Linked DNA regions of Canis lupus: region 1 is linked to region 2. A link is a contact called in public Hi-C data. All regions are on one chromosome and are shown on one strand. The core of a region is the stretch at or near the end of the contact, and the rest is flanking DNA. Distances in the headings are between cores, read along the strand shown. Region 1 has its middle 14 kb from the start of KEAP1. Region 2 holds the start of QTRT1 (queuine tRNA-ribosyltransferase catalytic subunit 1).

Region 1 (7,375 bases), core at 815-3,314, 170 kb before region 2:
ATGGACCATCCTGGGGTGGGCAAAGAACTTTCATAGCTCGTTAGTGTTGGTAGAAGTTGGCACATAAAGCTTTCCAAGAATGGTCTGACAATACTTATCAAAAATGTAACTGCATGCATTTTGACCTAGCCATTGCAGTTTTTTAAATATTTACTGGGTGATCAGGGAGCCCACTTCTCCCTCTCTTCCCTGCTCAAGCTCTCTCTCTCAAATAAATAAAATCTTTAAAAAATTGTTAAAATATTCATCTGATAGAAACAGTTGGATAAAAACCTAAAGGCACAAAATGCCCATTCCAGTATTGGTTAGAAAAGTAAAGAATGGGGATCCTTGGGTGGCTCAGCGGTTTAGCGCCTGCCTTCCACCCAGGGCATGATCCTGGATTCCTGGGATCAAGTCCCACATCAAGCTGCCTGTGTGGAGCCTGCTTCTCCCTCTGCCTGTGTCTCTGCCTCTCTCTCTCTCTCTCTCTCTCTCTAATGAATAAATAAAATCTTTTTAAAAAAGAAAAGAAAAGTAAAGAACTATTAAAAATGTCCAACATGGGCACCTAGGTGGCTCAGTCCGTTGGGTGTCTGCCTTAGGCTCAGGTCATGATCCCAACGTCCTGGGATCCAGCCCGGCATCAGGCTCCCTGCTTGGTGGGGAGCCTGTCTTCTCCCTCTCCCTCTGCTGCTCCCCCAGCTGGTGCTCGTTCTCTCTCTCCGTCAAATAAATAAATAAATAAATAAATAAATAAATAAATAAATAAATAAATTCTTTTAAAAATCCTTAAAAAAATACATTTCCTCCCTTAAAAAAATGTTCAACATTAGAGGTCACTAAATTATACTTTCTCTGAACAGTGGAAGAACATGCAGCCATTAAAAACAATGAAGTAGGTCTACATTTATTGAAATGACAACATATTTACAATGAGAAGAGCAGATTTCAAAATGTTCTGCATTAAAAAAAAAAATGTTCTGCATTACATGATCCTACTAAAAGATTAAGTGCATAGAAAAGGCAGTTTGTCCATAAAAATATTAACAATGTCTCCAATGGTAGGATTCGGAGAGATCTGTGTTTTCCGTTCCGTAGACTTTGATTTCTGAACTTTAGCAGTGAGCAGGTATTAATTTTATAATCAAGGGTAAAGTTATTTTATAATCAGGGTAAAGAAATACCCGGTGTTTGTTATCTGGGAGGCACAAAGCATGGTAGATAAGCACACAGAGTCTGGGTTCAGCTTGCCTGGAATCTAGCTCCCACGCCTCCAGTTAATGACTGAGTTCCTGGGAGCAGGTTATTTACTTGTTCCGTGCCTCAGTTTCCCCCGCTGTAGAATGCAAATAATAACTGCCCAGGTTACGAGGTGCCAGACGCTGTTTGTTTTACGTAAGTTATTGCACTGGATTCTCACAACAGCCTTACGAAGTATTCTACTGTAAATGGGTCACGGGCTGGGGAGAGCGGACGCGGAGCTCCAGCCCTCAAGCGCCACCCAGAGCCGAGCTGGGGAACTGCAGCGGGTTCGGAAATGCACGCACGCGCAGACCGAGACGAAGGCGTGGCGAGGGCACGCGGGAGATTTCCTCCTGCGCTACGATTGGCTGTCGTGGCTGTCATTAGCCGAGCAGGCCGCCAATGAGGGGCGCGGCCGCTTCGCCTTGGGAGCCCCAGGGCTGAGCGAGCTGAGGCGCTCGGGCGGCTGCAGGTGCTCGAACCTCCAGGTGGGTGAGGGGACCTGGCGTCACTCTCTGAGAGTGACCTCGTGCGTCGTGGTTCCCACTTGTTAAGGGGACCCCAGCGTCAGCCTCCCTTCCTGAGAGAACTCTGGCGTCGTTTGCACCCCTTTTCCCGGAGCCATCAACCCTTTTACCCAAGAGGGACCCCTGAGATGTCCCCTCTTCCTGAGGAGGACCCCGGCGTCGTCTTTCCTTCTGGAGGTGAACCTTAGCATCGTCCCTTCCTCCTGAGAAGGACGCCAGAGCCATTCATACTTCCTTAGGTGGACTCCCAGCTTCATCAGCCCTTCCTGAGGGAACCCGGTGTCAGTCCCCTTCCCTGAGGGGCCCCAGCATCGTCTTTCCTAAGGGACCCAGGCGTCACCCTTTCGTCGAGAGGTCCCCTCTCCTGCCATTCCCCCCTCCGCAAGTGTCCCCAGTGTTCCTTGCCGACAGAGGGCCTGGGGTCACGCCCCCTTGGCTGAGGGTTTCCTGTCACTGCCGTCCCCACAGCCCCAAGGAGCATTATCCGGCTTTTCTCTGCAATTTGAGCCGTCCCACCCCGTGCTTTCCTGCCCGCAGCTTTGGAGGGGGACGGGGGAGACTCAGCTGGCCCGCAGTGTGTGGGCCTTCACAGGGAGAGAGAGAGAGAGAGAGAGAGAGACTGGCTGACACAGGCACTTACTGTGTCCCCTGAGAAGTTCTTTAAGGAACTGGGGCTGTTTCTCCCAAAATGGAAGCCGCAGGAAAGATCTAAAGCTGCCTTAAAATATCAGGGGCTTCTCATGGTTCCTGACATGGTCAGCAGGCACTTAATTGAGTCACCGGGTATGTGTAGGACCGTTGCCTGGAAGAGGAATTACTCTGGCCCATGAAGTCCCAAGAGATCTGATGGTGAGGGTTAGACGGAGGTCAAGAGGGCTTCCTGGTGTTGAACTGAAATCCTGAAAGACTGAGCACAGAGTTGGCAAAATCTGCAGCCTGGAAGAGCTGGCCAATTCCATTCAATCCCACAGCGCTTCAGCGCCCCCGCCACGGAGGTCAAGAATTGTCTCGTCCATATTCAAATACGTGTGACATTCCTGTTGTGTTCATCAAGTGGTGAACAAGATGGAAGAATAGAGGAATAATTCTGAATACGAGGCCCACAAATACTGTGCTTCTGAGTTCTGCAGGCTACTTTTTCCTCAGGGTTTGTGGTGGTTCATCAGGGAACAAAAAGTCTGTCTCCTGCCTGGTTGACTACAAGCTGCATGAGGACAGAAACTGCCTGCTCCTAGTCATCTCTACCCAGTGCCTGGGACAAGGTAGGCACCGAAGTATTTGTTGGCCCTGCCCTGACTCTTCACTTGGTGAATCCTTAGTTGGATTGAGAGATGACCAGGGAGATATGATGCATAACGACAAGACGTGCAGTAGACATGAAAGAGATGTACCTGCCATAACTGAGATTTAAACACCACCTCCTTGGCTAATGAGATTCATCTTTCCTGACCCTGAAGCTAAGAGAAAGTGAAGGCAAAGAGGCAGCTGAAAGCAGCATTGGGCAACTCGGTTTAAAATCTCCCACCAGTGCTTGCTTCGGCAGCACATATAAAATCTCCCACCAAAGTTATTATCAGCTGATTTAATTAGGGCAGATCCTGGAATGTGTAGTCTGAAAGATGCTCCTGAGTGCCCTGCGTAAGGTGTGGCCTAAGAAAATCAAAGTTATGGCCCTGAGGTGTGGATGTGGTGCTGGGGCTCATAGGAGAGTTCTTTAAATAGGGGGAGCTTCCTGAGGCATTTGCAGTTGTTTCATTTACTATAAATATAATTTACCCAGAAGTTTTGAAGAATGCTAATTTTAAAAAATAGGAACAAGCCAAGGTCAGGTAATTTTGCACCCTGGGCCCCTCCAATCTTGTTCCTTTTCTAGCTCTCCGTCTCTGGCAATACTTCCTCTTTCCGCCTGGAAGCCCACAAGAGGGTGCTGCCTTCCTTTTCGACCACGCCTCCCGAATTAGCTCAGAGAGTTATGGGGAGCTACAAAACCATCACAAAATAAGGCAGATGGGTTGGTGGAAGCACTGAGTTTTCACGGGTTACAAGAGCCACTGAGGGATTTTAAGTAAAACACGTGAAGTGCTCTGAGGTCATTAAATGTTATACCATTAGCATGCTAATGGTAACAACCTCGATAATCCTGATGAATGTTAGCATTTCAGATTTCCAGTACTTACCTCATTCCCTTCTGTGAGACTACACTTATTGTATCTTACTGTGTGCCAGGTGCTAGGTGGTTATTATCCCCATTTTACAGACGAGGAAAGCCAGGCACAGAGAGGATTTGCACCAAGTTGAAGTGCCAGATATGGGTCTCAAGGCTAATCTGTTGATTCTAGTGTATTCCCCCCCCCTTAAGTTCTATCTTCTGCAATATTTAGTTCCACTAACACTTATTTTTTAAAACCAGAATGCACACCCAAGGGAGAAGATATTCATTGAATCGAAGGCATGTTGTATTGCACAAAGCAAGGGGCTCTAAGCATCCAGTACTACAGTGCCCTTCACAGAGCTAAAAGTTACCTTAGACACTGTCCACTTGATTGAGAGCAGGAAGTTATTTTTACCATCACTATGAATCCACCCTCTTTCACCTTCATCTTTGATAATCTTTCTATATGGAAACTTCCCCTCGGCTTATAAACAGGCTCTGTCTTTCAAATCTCAAAAACAAAACCCCAAACCCACCCTGAACTCTTTGTTCTGCTGTAGCTTTTTTTTTTTTTTTTTTAAGATTTTACTTATTTATTCATGATAGTCACACAGAGAGAGACAGAGAGGCAGAGACACAGGCAGAGGAAGAAGCAGGCTCCATGCAGGGAGCACGACGTAGGACTCGATCCCGGGTCTCCAGGATCAAGCCCCGGGCCCAAGGCAGGCGCCAAACCGCTGTGCCACCCAGGGATCCCTTTTTTTTTTTTTTTGCTGTAGCTTTTCATCCAGTTTTTTTCGCCTCTTCTCATCCTAATGCCTCAGAAGAGATATTCATATTCCCTTCCTCAGTTTCCTGCACTGATTCAGTGTTGTCTTCTCAGCAACAGTACCTGTTGCAAGGAGGCACTCCATAACCATTTACTGAAGGAATCTGCTGCTCTACTTTCATTATTCTACCAAAAAGGTTCTCAGTTAACTTTCCAGTCACCAGATCCAGTGGGCATTTGAAGGGTTCTTTCTGAAGTCCTTTGTGCCTCATAGCATTGTTCCTTAAATTTTTTGTGCTAGGGCAGCCCCGGTGGTGCAGCGGTTTAACGCCACCAGCAGCCCAGGGCGTGATCCTGGAGACCCTGGATTGAGTCCCACATCGGGCTCTCTGTATGATGCCTGCTTCTCCCTCTGCCTCTCTCTCTCTCTCTCTCTCTATGAATAAATAAATAAAATCTTTAAAAAAAAAGGGGGGGGATATTCCCTAATATTAAAAAAAATTTTGTGCTAGATTTTTTCTCCACTTATCTTTTGTGACACTATACTTTTCTTCATTTCTCTCATGCTTTTCTGCTGCTGCTGTTTGTTGGGGCTTTTCTTCCATTTACTCTTTAAATGTTTCTCAGAATGTGTCTTTAACCCACTGTTCTTGTTCTACACCAGTAAGTCTTCCAGTGTGGTCCCTGGATGAGTAGTAACAGCATCAACTGGGAATGTAAGAAATGCAATTTCTTGGGACCCACCTATTGAATGAGAGACTTCTGGAAAATTCAACACCCACTTATGATTAAAAACAAACAAACGAACAACAACAACAACAAAAACCCCAAACACCACATAGCAAACTAGTCATAGAAGAAGAACTTGAAAAAAGTTCCAGCAAATCTTAAAGTATAGCTTACAGAAAATCTTTTGGCAAATATCAGACTTAATGGTAGCACGTTAGAAGCACTCACCTTATTATTGGGAATAAGACAACTATTCCCATTATTCCCACAACTAACCAACATTTTGACAGAGGGTCTTAGCTAATGCTATAAGGCAAGAAAAATAAATGAGTGGTATAACTACTGGAAAAGATGACATTCCACTACTATTTGCAGATGATTTAACTATCTGCTAAAACAAAACAAAACTAGAAAGAGGCTGGTGGAAGATTGGGATATCTGTATCAACAACTTTCCCATATACCAGAAATACTTTTTTTTTTTTTTTTTTTTCAGAAATACCAATTGTAAAGGATTGAGAAGTAAAGATCTCATTGACAACAGCAACCAGACCAATAAAACCCCCATGAATAAACCTTTTGCAAGGCCTATGTGGAGAAGTTATAAAGCTTTCCTGAGCCAGCAAAGACGACTTCATTAAATAGATACATAAAGTTCATGAATGGAGAGACTTATTATTGTAAAAATATTATTACTCCCCAACTCGACAATTTTAATGCAACCCAATTAAAATTTTCATTTTTCATGGAATTTCATCCATGAAGCAAAGAATAAATATACAGTAACAGTTCAAGGTTTTGTTTTGTTGTTTTTTTTTTTTTTGTTTTTTTTTTTGGAAGAAAAGGGAGAAGGAACTTATTCTGATACTAAGACATGTTATAAAACTGTAGTACTTGAAATGATGAAATTGCTGCAAAAATGGATATTTAGGTAAAACAGCAGAAAGCCAAACAGAATTGAGATCCTGTGCATTCATGAGAAGTTTGTATGTGATTGGGATAGCATTTCAGAACCATAGGTAAAGAATTAGTCAAGAAATGGTTTGAAAAATAAATGGTCGAGCAGCAATACCTATCCATACAAAAAAATTAAATTCCTACTTGATACCATACATATAAACAAATTCCTGTTGGATTTTAAAACAGTACAAAAACAAAACTTAATAATATCTGAAGAAAAAAGATATTACAAAAATTTATTGATGTCAGGATTAGTCAGGATTAGTCTATTAGTCAGGATTCTTGGTTTCAACAGAACCATCAAAACTCAAGTCTGGTTAACCTCAGCAGAAACAGCGTACGGCCAGGAGATAACTTCACAAATGGGTAGGAAGCTGAGGAAAATGGCAAGAGCCAAAAGTCCTTCTTAAATATGACATAAAAGAGAAGAAACATGAAGGAAGAGTGATAAATTTGACTGTGTTAAATTTATAAAGAACTTCTAAAAGCAGTAAGAACATGGTTTGTTAACAACCACTTTGGAGGGCGATCTGGAAGCATCTAAGGAAAGCTGTGCTTACCTAAGATCTAGTAAGTTGCACGTCTTAGTATTCCCCTGGAGAACTATACACATTTGTGCCCGAGGAGACATGGTTAAAGTAGGCATTTCACCCTTATCTGTAATTCTGAGAAATGAGAAGACCTAAATGTCTGTCAGTACTGGAAGAGATAAAACAGAACATGGGTAATTGGCAAAAGGAATGTGATGTCACAAATAGAAAGATCTAGAAGTCGGGGGGGGAGCAAGTTGGAGAATAATATGGGCAAAATTACGCCATTTTTGTAAGGAAATACATAGAACATTATTGCAGTCTGATTTAAATTGAGAGGGGGCTGGAATGAAGAGATAGTAAGATTTCAGCTTTATCTATAATGTTCTTGTTTTTCTTTTTAAGCTAATACTTAGGTACTTAACAGAGAGAAATGAGCATGGTCCACAGGGCTTCTTCTGACCCCATGTTCCTCCTCCCTCTCA
Region 2 (7,453 bases), core at 27-2,526:
GCAACATTATTAAGACTGGGGGAGTCAGGAGCAACTGACAAAAAAGCCATGGGAAAATCAGAAAGTATGGCAGACAAAGGCAATAGCAAGTGCAAAGGCCCTGAGGTGGAATCTCATGGTTGCGCATTTTCCAGACTTGGCCTCAGTGAAGACTCCTGCCACCCTGAAAAGCTGGCATCATTAGCCTAAGGCTCCTTGAGGGTCAGAATCTTGTTCAGATCAGCACAATTTAGGCCATTGGGCCACTGAGAGGAAGGATTCTGGGGCAATGGCGCCCTCTGCTGGCTGGGATAGATATCCGCTCCATTTTCAACAATAACAGTTCTTATATATTATATAATACTTGGTTATTAGAGGAACACAGCTAGTGCTCAATAAATCCATGACCCAGCCTCTCATCCCTGTGCAGCACAAAGGCTGGCACTAGTAGGGATGTATATACGTAGGTCTTCACTGAATAAATGAATGAATTAATGTGGTTAGGTTCTGGGTCTCAATCTGTAAATCTGGCATTCTTTCTCTCATTGTATAAATCAATGTATATTCAGCATGTACTGGGTGCTAGGTGCTGTTCTAAATTCTTGGGACAAATTAATGGACAAGATAGACAAAAGCCTGTGCAAGGCATCTGATTAAGATCTCTATATGCATGCTTCTCAGTCTTTACATAGTTTTTATTTATTTATTTATTTATTTATTTATTTATTTATTTTTTTTATTTATTTATGATAGGCTCACAGTGAGAGAAAGAGAGGCAGAGACACAGGCAGAGGGAGAAGCAGGCTCCATGCACCGGGAGCCCGACGTGGGATTCGATCCCGGGTCTCCAGGATCGCGCCCTGGGCCAAAGGCAGGCGCCAAACCATTGCGCCACCCAGGGATCCCAGTTTTTATTTATTTATATTTTTACTTTTTGTTAAAAGATTTGTAGCAATCTCAACACCCAAGGTGGGGCTTGAAACTAAAACCCCGAGATCCAGTGGCATGATTTACCGACTGAAGCCAAGCCAGGCGCCCTTTTACAACGTTTTTAATACCGAAACACAATTATTCGCCCCATTTTATACAGGAGAAAAATGATCGCTTAGAGAGAGGCTTTGATTGTAGAGCAGGCAAGTGGCCGGGGTGGGGTTCAAACCCATAAGTATATTTATTTTTCCCGACAACACGCAGCGGGTGGGAGCGAACTGGACGCTCCGCGGGGACGAGCGCGCCGGCGTCTGTTGCCATGGTTCCCCCACTCTCTTCCGCCGCTGCAGCCCGCGCCCGCGTCACGTGACTCCAATCAACATGGCGCCGCCCAGGGTGCTGCAGTGTCCACGTGGTTCCGTCAGCTAAGATGGCGGCAGCAGTAAACCCCACGTCTCTAGAGTCGGCCCCGCGCATCATGCGGCTGGTGGCCGAGTGCAGCCGATCCAGGGCCCGGGCAGGAGAGCTGAGGCTGCCGCACGGGCCGGTAGCCACTCCGGTGTTCATGCCAGTGGGCACGCAGGCCACTATGAAGGGCATCACGGCCGAGCAACTGGACGCGCTGGGCTGCCGCATCTGCCTGGGCAACACCTACCATCTGGGTCTGAGGCCGGTGGGTGGGTTCTGCCTTGTTGGGGCGGCGGCAGAGAGTGGGGAGTACGGGCTCCTCCGAGACACGGGCCTCCAAGTCAATCCACAAACACCTACCGAGTGACCCTGGTGGCCCGGGCCTTGTGTTGGGCGTGAGGGAGCGGCGGGGACCCGAGCTGGCCAGCTCTGTCCTTCAACATGAGCCCTCAGGGCAGCGCTCGCCCCTAACCTGATCCTTTCTTCCGCTAACCCAGGGACCCGAGCTGATCCAGAAAGCCCACGGTCTCCACGGCTTCATGAACTGGCCCCACAATCTGCTGACGGTGAGGTGGCATCGGGGCCGGGGTCCCAGGGCACTTGTCAGAGGTGGAGGGTCTCCAGTCCCACCCCTCTGACCGCCCTGCGGTGGGATTTCCCCCAGGACAGCGGCGGCTTCCAGATGGTGTCTCTGGTGTCCCTGTCCGAGGTGACGGAGGAGGGCGTCCGCTTCCGCTCTCCCTACGACGGCGACGAGACCCTCCTGAGCCCGGAGAAGTCCGTGGAGATCCAGAACGCTTTAGGTGAGCGAATCTGGGGCGGCCTCCCCTTCCCTTGCCTCTAGAGGGTGGAGGTGAGGCGGGCGCTTTCCTTCCTTGCTGCTGGGCTTCGGGTAGGTCACTCCCCTTGCCTGAGCTTCACACGAGCGGACTTGAATGGGGATAGTTCACAGGAATAATGACGTAATGTTTGTAAATCTCTTAACACAGTGCCTGGCGTGTCGTAGCTTTTGTTATGATTTTATTGCTATTATTTCTCCTAAATGACAAATTAGCTCGGCAAAGATATGTTGAAATTATGGAAGCACCAAAGGGGGATTGGGGAAGCTTTAGGTCCCTCGCATTTCCATCAGTACCCCCTCCCCCCCACCCCCCACCCCCCCCCCGCCATTCCTTGGTAAAGACAATGAACGTTTCTCTTTATTGTATATAGTACACATGTAGTTTCTAGCTCTACCCCCTTCCCTTTTTCCTTTTTTTAAATGATTTTATTTATTTGACAGCTCGCAGAAGTGTGAAAGCAGGGGGAGCAGGAGGGGGAGCTAGAGAAGCAAGTTCCCTGCTGAACAGGGAGCCCAATGGGGGTTGGATCCCAGAACCCAGGAATCATGTCCTGAACCCAAGGCAGATGCTTAACTGACTGACCCAGGGGCCCCTCTTCCTTTTTTTTTTTTTTTTTTGTTAAAGATTTTAATTATTTGAGAGGGTGGAGGGAGGGGCAGAGGGAGAGGCAGAGGATCCCAAGCACTGAGGAAGGGCCAAGGGCTGGATGTGGTTTTCGAGGTGGGTCTGGATCTCCCCACCCTTGAGATCATGACCTGAATGGAAATCAGGAGTCTGGGGTTTAACTGACTGAGCCACCCAGGCACTGTCCTTTTTTTTTTTTTTTTAAAGAAATTTGCTCCTTGAAGAAACGAGTTCCTTTCCCCTGTAGTGTGTCACAGAGAATGACTTTTGCTGGCCACTTCTCCATAGTGCTGTGTAACAGTTTTCCTCTGCCTTCTGGGTTTACTTAGTTGGTGGGGGTCAGAGTTCAAGGTCTGCGCCAGATTCACGTTCTTTCCTTTGGCAAGAGGGCTTCACATCATGTATATTTCCATCAGGAAGCCCCTAATGTCTGCTGGTGTCTCCCAGTGAACCATCAACACTCTGCCTGGGACTATCATGCCATTAGGAGTTCCAAAGTGGTAATATTCTTTCTTCATTCATCAACCAGGTTATTTCTGTAAAGACAAATGTCCCTCACCTACCCTTGGGAGACCAGCTTGTTTAATTCATATAGGAAAAGTGGGATTCATTCCTTTCCTCATTTACTGGGTTTTCATGGATTAATTACTTAGCATCTTCCAGCAGTGATGAATGAATCTTTTCATTCAGTTTTTCTAGGATCACCATGATATCATGGGTTTGTTTATTTATTAAATTGCCCCATCTTGGGTTTGTGTGGTGCACTGTGTGTGCTTTTTTCCTGTAATGATGCATCTTGGCAATATTCCCTGGGCGTTTCTAACATGTATAAATCCATGACCTGGATCCTGAAATTCTTCAGGTCAGTTCAGAATTGTAATATTTTATAAAAATAATGTAGTATACATAGCATCCTAGAAGGTCTGGGGCAGTACCCTGTGAAACGTTACTTTTTCTTTTTTCCATTAAAAAATATTGTAGGGCAGCCTGGGTGGCTCAGCGGTTTAGTGTCGCCTTCGGTCCAGGGTGTGGTCCTGGAGACCTGGAACTGAGTCCCGTGTCTGGCTCTCTGCATTAGCCTGCTTCTCCCTCTGCCTGTGTCTTTGCCTCTATCTCTGTGTCTCTCATGAATAAATAAATAAAATCTTAAAAAAAAAAATGGTGGTGGGGCACCTGGGTGACTCAGTGGTTGAACGTCTGCCTTTGGCTCAGGTTGTGATCCCTGGGTCCTGAGATCGATTCCCATATCAGGCTCCGCGCAGGGAACCTGCTTCTCCCTCTGCCTAGGTCTCTGTCTCTCTCTGTTTCTCATGAATGAATAAATAAAATCTTTAAAAAAAAAAAATTGTGGCAAAATACATGTCACATAAAAATTTACCATTAAAAAAATTTAACCATTTTTACTCATTTATTTTTACTTTTCACTTTTTAAATTTACTTATTTCTTTAAGTAGGTGCCATGCCCAATGTGGGGTTTGAACTTGACTGTGAGACCCAGAGTGGCATGCTCTACTGACTGAGCCAGCCAGGCACCCCTATTATAACCATGTTTTAAGTGTCCAAGTCAGTGGCATTATGCACATTTGCATTGTTCAACCATCACCACCATCCCTCTTCAGAACTCTTCATCTTGTGAAACTGAAACTCTGTTCGCATTAAACACTAACTCTCTATCCCTCTCCACCAGCCTCTGGCTCCTCTTACCTACTTCCTGCCTCTATGAATTTGACATTTCTAGGGACCTTATATAAATGGAATCATACAGTATTTGTCTTTTTGTGTGTGGCTTATTTCACTGAGCATAGTGGCCACAAAGTTGTAGTATATGTTAAAAGTTTCTCCCCCCCCCTTTTTTTTTAATTTTCTTCCTTTTTTTTTTTTTTTTTAATTTTCTTCCTTTTTAAGACTGAATAAGCACCTGCTAAATTGGATTTTATGAAAGATTATAACTGTTCTGGGTTTTGCTGCCAAATTAGGTATGCCATAAGCATAAGATAAAGTCTTTGATTTTAAGAAGCTTCTTGATTTTGGAATTGAGGGAAAGGAATGTTCTGTCAAGGGTTGGACCATGATTTATTTAGCCAGTTCCCTGTTGATGGTCACTTGGGCTCCCATCATGCTATTGCCTGCTATACCATGGAGGATCACTTTGTAGACACAACATTTTGTTTTTAAAAGGTAAATTTGGGGATCCCTGGGTGGCGCAGCGGTTTGGTGCCTGCCTTTGGCCCAGGGCGCGATCCTGGAGACCCGGGATCGAATCCCATGTCGGGCTCCCGGTGCATGGAGCCTGCTTCTCCCTCTGCCTGTGTCTCTGCCTCTCTCTCTCTCTCTCTCTGTGACTATCATAAATAAATAAAAAATTAAAAAAAAAAAAAAAGGTAAATTTGCAGAAGTGGAAGTTTACTCTATGTGCCTGGGCAGGGTTTTAGCTGGGTGAGGCAAGATCAAATGGGTATCTTTAAGAGCTCCCTCTGGTTGTTGTATAAACAGACTGGGGGGCTGTGTGGGAGTCAGCAAGACCCAAGGAGGAACTTCTTGAGTCCTGATTGTCCCCAACAGGAAGTGAAACCTTTCCTAGTGATGGTGCTTCTGTCTCACCCCCCACTTCCCCCAGGCTCAGACATCATCATGCAACTGGATGATGTGGTCAGCAGCACTGTGACGGGGCCACGTGTGGAGGAGGCCATGTACAGGTGTGTGTGTGTTTGTGTATTGGGGGAGGGGATCCTAATCCTATAGCTTTGTCTCCCTACCCTAGGGCTCATGACTGGGGTCCTCTTACAGGTCAATTCGCTGGCTGGACCGTTGCATTGCAGCCCATCAGCGGCCAGACAAGCAAAACCTCTTTGCCATCATCCAGGGTGGGCTAGACGCGGACCTCCGGGCCACCTGCCTTGAAGGTAGAGCCAAGTGTTGGTAGATCCAGGGCTTGTCCATCACTGAGGGCCCCACCTGGGCCTGTCATGTGATGGTGCTGATGGTGGTTGTTGATGGGTGGAAGGAATAATCGAAGCAAAGGCCCAGAGGCAGAATGGACTAGAATCTTCGCAGAATGATTGGAAATCCAATAGCTAGCAATTTTGGGATGTTCACCAGACGCTATGCCACATGCTGGTACAGATTGACCCATTGAGTTTTTGTAACCATCCTGTAAGGTTACAGAAGGGGAACCTGAAACATAGAGGTGTAAAGTCACTTACCCCAAGCCACGCAGCTTGGATGTTGCAGAGCTGCGAATTGGAGCCTGTTCCTGGGTTATAGAACCTATGGCGTTAACCAATACAGATGCTGCTTCCTCTTCAGGGTCAGGAATGAGGGGTTGGGCTTGGGGCATTGTGCTGACGTTGGAGGCCCTGGGATACCACACTGAGGTACTGGGGAGCCATTGAGGCCTGTTGAGTGGGAAAGTGACAGGGAACAAGGGGCATGATAGAAAAATCCCGGTAGGATAGGAAGCAGAAGGCCCATGAAGACATTGGAGTATTTGCTCAGGGGAAGAGTGACAGGCCTGTATGAAGGACATGGCAATGGAGACAAAAGGGAGGCAGAGATGGGGCTCAAAGGCAATGAGGTGTCATGGGCAAGACTCTGGATCCTGGTGTTTGGCTGGCAGGATCCATACCTCTGATTTGCTGCCGCATGGCTGTGAACCCTTGGGCTAGTGGCTTGGCCTCTCTGAGCCTCACTTTTTTCTCTGTAAAATGGGCACATATCCCTATGTCATAGGGTCGAAGTGAAGATAAACGGGAAAATGTTCAAAGTCTTGTGCCTGCACCTGGCAGGCATCAGTGTGTGCCATTGTGAAGACTGCCCTTGTTGTAATTCCTTTTGTCCTCAAGCTGTGCCCAGCTCCCGGACTGGTAAGTCTTTTTTATGGAGATCCCCAGTTAGAGATAACATTTCATGTCACAGCCCAGTATATGTGGACATAGATGAAAGCAGAAACCAAGACTTCATGAAACATGATCCTTATACGTGAAACATGTTCTGGTATTCTCTGTTCTCTCATTAAAAAAAAAAAACAAAAAACTACCATGCTAGTCTTGCCCTGTAGGATTCATTTCTTGGCCACCTGCAGGTTGACCAAGAAATGAATTCGACAATCAGGCCAGCCTGACTATGCTGGTGGTGCTTCTCAAAGTGCTCCAAGCTCACCTGCACCAGCCCCACCTGGGTTTTCCCCAACGACTGGATTTGAGTCCACTGTAGGGGCACCCAGGAGGCCACATTTGAACAACTTGTCCCTAGTTGATTCTGATGTGCATTCCAGCTTCGAAACCTGACCCTTGGATCGGGTCCCTTTTGTGGATACTGTGGCCTCCCCTGGTTGAACTAGGCAACTGGGGCCCAAGACATGGCTGGGTGTGGCAGTTAGACCCGAGTTCAAATCCAGTCTCTGGAATATGCGGCCTCTGGCCAATGTCAAGCTCTGAACACCTTGACAACAAGTGCGGAGCTGCCGCCCATTCTCTGCAAATTCTGGAGCCTAATAGCCCATTTTGAAAATGCAAACCACTCAGGAATTTGTAGCTAACTCATTTGGTGGCAAGACCAGACCTCTGGTTATTCACCCCAGTTTTTGGGAGTCTCTACGTGTTTTGCTGCATAAATGTTTCACTGTTTGAGTACAGGCTGTTATCCAGCATATAGGATGTTTACTGTTCTAA

Evidence for each region. A called contact is a pair of places that touch in the nucleus more often than the background predicts.
Region 1: a contact with region 2 is called in a Hi-C map of blood, with 2.2 times the contacts expected there. The contact joins the enhancer-like site here to the promoter of QTRT1 in region 2. A contact is called at or near these places in 2 of 9 Hi-C or Micro-C datasets (amygdala and blood).

What each region holds. Positions count from the first base shown.
Region 1 is chr20:51,060,075-51,067,449 of UU_Cfam_GSD_1.0, reverse strand. No RefSeq gene overlaps it. Among named protein-coding and RNA genes, the nearest start is that of KEAP1, 14 kb to the right of the region's middle. Within about 2 kb of position 2,064, at least 10 of the 20 cell types and tissues checked have an H3K27ac peak or open chromatin away from gene starts, as enhancers often do. A contact at or near this core is called in blood, where this site is marked.
Region 2 is chr20:50,890,526-50,897,978 of UU_Cfam_GSD_1.0, reverse strand. It overlaps QTRT1 (queuine tRNA-ribosyltransferase catalytic subunit 1), which reads left to right and starts at 1,276. Exons shown (of 10, transcript XM_038567292.1): 1 at 1,276-1,582; 2 at 1,815-1,883; 3 at 1,982-2,120; 4 at 5,401-5,479; 5 at 5,571-5,686. The coding sequence starts at 1,340.